Regions from separate parts of the Gossypium arboreum genome. Here region 1 is linked to region 2. Evidence: chromatin contacts called from public Hi-C data. All regions are on one chromosome and are shown on one strand. The core of a region is the stretch at or near the end of the contact, and the rest is flanking DNA. Distances in the headings are between cores, read along the strand shown. Region 1 holds the start of LOC108484227 (mitochondrial carrier protein CoAc1-like). Region 2 holds the start of LOC108485989 (glutaredoxin-C6-like).

Region 1 (2,700 bases), core at 31-2,530, 200 kb before region 2:
ATGGTATATTAATGTGAAATTAATTAAGTTTGTTATATTTTTTAAAACTTCTACTTAAAAATTACATAATATATTATTAATTAATGAAATTATAAATCTATAAAATTATTAAATATAACTGGATAAATTGAAAAAAATTCAAAGTTTTTTATTTAAATAAATATAATTTTGTAACAATTAATAATATTAAAATCCATTTTTATAATTAATAAAAATTAAATGTGTGAGATTAAAATTATATATATAAGAAGATAATATCGATATAATGGTAATTTATAAATTTATTTATTTATTAATAATATTTTCATTATCAATTTAATAATTATTATCATTTAATTAGACTTTGATCCATATTACTCTTATTATTTTCGATTAATTCTCACTTAATTAGTGTTATAGTTATATACCAATTAAAACTAATATTTACAACTATAAATATATGAATTAGCAAGTGATTTTCATTCAAAATAATATCTAAAGAATTATTAGAAAAAACCATATTTTAACATTATTTAATTAGTTTTGTTTTCATCATCAGAAAAATATTTTTTCATTATTATTTGAGATATCTACTTAGTAGTATTTACATAAATGTGAATGTTAAATGTTAAAATAAAGGTTTCATTTTGTCCGAATAACAAGCTACTTTATTATCAATTGTTTCTCAAATTTTTTATTTACATTACCTTTAAAAATTATTTTATTCTCTAAATTATTTTTCAAGATTGATAGGCTTTTATTGTAAAATAAATAAATTACCATTTAATTACCAAATAGATAATTTCATATAGAAAATTGACATGAAAATTAGAAAAAAAGTATAAATAAGATGATTATTAATTCATTTATTAAATTATATAAAAGAATTCATATATCAATCATTTATTTAGATGAGATTATCCTAACACATTTTTAATAATAAAGAGTTAAAAGGAATAAGAATTGTTTTTGTTATAGAAATTCATTCTGAATTAATTTCTAACACAGTTTACAAATCATCCTTAATCATTCTTTTCAATTAATTTGGATGGGTGATTTATTTATTTATAATTAGTGTAAAAATAATGATGATAATAAAATTAAATATTATAATAATATTATAATGTAATTAAAAATAGACTAAATATATTACATTGCTCCACACTCAATCGTGTATCCAAATTCACCAAGTTTATTTTATATATTTTTAAAATTTTGTTTCGTATATTTAAAAATTTCAATTGCGATAATATTAATTATTAGTTTCATAAAAATAAGGCATAAAATGGTTGCTGTTGTATGCGAAAAATCAGGCTGATCTGTTTCTACTAATTCCTAGGAGATTGAGCCGTAAATTAAGCCATCAAACCACACCACAGTATTCGTTTGACGATCCACCGACCTTAATGCAACTTTACAGTCAAAGCACATAGGACTTGTTCCCATTCAAAGTTGCAAGTTGCAACCCCAAAAAATAAAAAACAAGCCCCTTCGAACTTTGAAGTTTCAAAAAGAAATAAACTCGAGATTTTGAAAACAAAGAGGAAGAAATAGAAAAACCCAAAAAGGAAACATCCTAGGAGAATTGGTGTTTTTGGATTCTGGTTTTTACCCAATATATATTTACATGCTTTTTCTCCTTTGATTTAACTCTTTTTCCTGATATTTATAATTTCTGGGATTCTTTATTTTCTAAACCGCCTTTGGATTAATCCCACATCGGAAGTGATTGGCTTTTGAGGAGTAATTGAGGGTTAAAGTGGTGGCTTTGGCCTTTGGGTGCTTTAAAGGCGACTTTTTCATAAATCTAGATTGAGGGTATTGAAGCTTTTTATCGTATGGATCTCATGGGAGAAGTATTTTTATAGCTGATTTTTTTTTTTTTGTATCTTTGGATGTATCTTGTTTCTGTTGAAGGAAAGGATCGGCTTGTGAACCTGTCTGGCTTTGATTTAGATGGTCTCAGGCCATTGAAACTCCTACTACCCTTTGAAAAGAAATCGTTTTCGTTTTGTATCCCAATAGATAGATGGGATAAAGAGTTCTTCAAGCTTCAAGGTGGGTAATTTGGAATTTGACAGATTTGTTGAATTGTGGAAGATATTGGTGATATTATTTGGTTTGAGACATTGGGTTTGGATTGTTTGGAGATGGGTTTTCCTCAAGGCTCCACATTGACAACAAATATGGCGGGGCTTGTTGATGGTTCAAGTGCACGGGCTGAGGTTTCCTTCATTGATTCTTTGCCTGTTTATGTCAAAGAGCTAATAGCTGGTGGTGCTGCTGGAGCTTTTGCTAAAACTACCATTGCACCTTTAGAACGGATTAAAATACTCTTGCAGGTGAGCTACCTGATATTTCCGTGTTGCTGGTATATATTAACATCATTCATAGATGCTAACCCGAAATTGGTGTTTCTTATTTTAGCATTTTGCAATGCTCACTTACATGTTTTGCTTGCTTTTAGGTTTTGTAAAGTTGTTACTTTCTAATTTTAGAGTAGTCCTCTTAGAATCAAGTGATGATTTTGGCTGATGGATTTTTCCTGCAACATGGGTTTTGGTTACAATGGTGTTAAGGGTTAGTTGTATGATATGTTACTACGGATGGTAAAAGATAGTTATTGCCAAATCTACTGCCACTCAATCATTAGCATGATTTGCCTCGCTCCGCGATGGATGTTAAAATTTAAAAACCACTACCAACATCCATAACCATTCC
Region 2 (2,700 bases), core at 107-2,606:
TCTCTATTAGTTGGCTATGCTAATGCTGGATACTTATCAGATCCACATAAAGGTTGATCTCAAACAGGATATTTATTTACATGTGGGGATACTACCATATCATGGCATTCAACAAAGCAAACATTAGTTGCTACTTCTTCAAATCATGCAGAAATAATTGCAATGCGTGAGGCACAAGTCGAGAGTGTATTTGGCTAAGGTTATTGACCCAACATATCTAGAAAATATGCAATTTGCCTTTACAAGAAAAGATGTCAACTATCTTATATGAAGATAATGCAGCTTGTATAGCTCAATTGAATGGTGGTTACATCAAAGGTGATAGAACGAAACATATTTCACCAAAATTATTATTCACCCATGATCTTGAGAAAAGAGGTGATATAAATGTTCAACAAATTCGTTCTAGTAATAATTTAGCAGATCTTTTTACTAAGGCATTGCCAACTTCAACATTTGAAAGACTACTAACAAGATTGGAATCTATCGAGTCAAAGATGTAATGTAATGTTGCCATCCGGGGGAGTCTAAAAACAAGTTGTACTCTTTTCCTTTAATCAAGGTTTTATCCCATTGAGTTTTCTTGGTAAAGGTTTTTAACAAGGCAGCTTGTAATAGAAGGTTTTTATCTCACAGGGTTTTTCCTAATAAGGTTTTAATGAGGCACATTATCTACTAATGGACATCCAAGGGGGAGTGTTATGAATATGTTATTAAGTGAATGTCCATCATGATGAAGATAAAGTTTTGATGTATTTTAAATTCTAGTAGTCATTAGAATTAGATCTCTACTTCTTTTATACTTCTTATGCCTATAAATAGAGAGGCTGATGAAGCATTGTAATCATCCGTTTTGATCAATAAAGTGCATTCTCTATTGCTTTCATATTTTATTTGGTCTTTATTCTCTCAATCTCTCTTTATTTTATAATAAATTTTATATTTTTATAATTATGTGGATATAAATAATCTTACATTTCGATAATAAAATGCAACTTCAATATTAAAAGTTTTAACCCTTAATTAAATCTATTAACTTTCACATAATCCATTAATAATATTGTAAATCTAATTATTGTCAGCACATCATATATAATTTTTGATTAATTAATATCACATTTAACAAAGATTACTAAACTAAACAAAGTAGAAAGAGAAAATAAAATTTTAAAGCTTTTATTATTTATTTGAGAAATCCCAAATTCTCCACGCCCAAAAAAAAAAAAAAAAAAGAACCCAAGATCCCACAACATAAAAGAGATGGTATATAAGACAGTACTTTATGATGTAAGCAAGCATTGCCCCCAACCCAAACCCAAAAGCTTTCTTGTTTTTATATTTAACAAATTGTTGCCACTCGACATTACCATAATCACAATAAAGCTCCCTCTGTTGTTTTTTGGGGATGCAAAGCTTTTGATCCACTCCCACCATCATACCCTTCTTTCTCTTTTCATCCACCACTATGAGTAGCCCCACCGCAGGCGGCGGCAGCGGCCTTTCCATAGATGAGGAGGAGACGGCGGAGACTCGGATCAGGAGGCTGATATCGGAGCACCCCCTCATCATCTTCAGCAGGTCGTTTTGTTGCATGTGTCACGTCATGAAAAAGCTGTTGGTCACCATCGGGGTTCACCCCACTGTCATCGAACTCGATGACCATGAGTTCGCTTCCCTCCCTCGATCACCGTCCCACGATACTCTCATCTCCTCTCAGAATCTCTCCCCCGCCGTCTTCATTGGCGGAACCTGCGTCGGCGGGCTCGAATCCCCCGTCGCTCTCCACCTTAGTGGTCACCTCGTCCCAAAGCTTGTCGAAGTTGGCGTTCTCTTGGTATAATATATAGACACATAAATAATATAAACCAATTTTACTAGTTTTTTTATTTTAAATATTGGGACAGGCCACTTCCAAATGAGAAGTAACTAGTTTCTGCTTCCTTTTCCTTTGGGTTTAAATCTTAAATTCAAGTATTGCAGAAGGAATTAGACTTGTTTTTGTTTTTCGCTCCCTATTAGCTTTGCTGGTCAAATGAGTAAGAGTTCTGGGGGATTTGAGCTTTGTGGAGTTAGAAACAATGGGCAATGAGGGGAATGGGGGGTCCATTGCCAATTATTGAGCAATCAGAGCCATTGATATTTGCTGCCGTTAGGTTATAGATGAAAAAAGAAATTTGGGTTTTCTATTTTTAGAATGCCCCCCTTAAGAATTCAGATTCTTACATGGCTTTTGGGGGGATTGGGATTTTTTTTACAACAATTTTTTTATTTTTAATTAAAAATAAAAATTCCAACTCAAAATTTAAAACTTAAATGGTCCAAAATAATTTCTATTACACTAATAATTAATTAATTTTTCTTATATATATATATATATATATATTAAAATCATGCTTAGATGAAACTTGAGAACCAACCAAGAAAGATGAAATTAAGGAGGTAATAAGCTGTAAATTATATTACATATTTATTCCAGTTGCTTTGGAAAAATTGTTCAAAATTTAAAATATTTTTATTACATATTCAAATTATCGTTAGTTTTTTCGTTATTAAAATCGTTATTTTAATTATTAAATGTGACTTGAGATCTTGTGTCACATAAGATTGAAATATTTATTTTTCTCCTCTAAGAATCTCTCTCCCCCGCCGTCTTTACAATATTTATTTTTTTTAAATCTTTCATTTTAAATTATGTCACAT

Evidence for each region. A called contact is a pair of places that touch in the nucleus more often than the background predicts.
Region 1: a Hi-C map of leaf shows a contact between it and region 2, with 8 times the contacts expected there. The contact joins the promoter of LOC108484227 here to the promoter of LOC108485989 in region 2. A contact is called at or near these places in 3 of 5 Hi-C or Micro-C datasets (all in leaf).

The regions. Positions count from the first base shown.
Region 1 is chr6:111,304,114-111,306,813 of ASM2569848v2, reverse strand. It overlaps LOC108484227 (mitochondrial carrier protein CoAc1-like), which reads left to right and starts at 1,280. Exons shown (of 7, transcript XM_017787940.2): 1 at 1,280-2,321. The coding sequence starts at 2,130.
Region 2 is chr6:111,099,252-111,101,951 of ASM2569848v2, reverse strand. LOC108485989 (glutaredoxin-C6-like) reads left to right here and starts at 1,356. Exons shown (of 1, transcript XM_017789821.2): 1 at 1,356-2,280. The coding sequence starts at 1,466. The coding sequence ends at 1,840.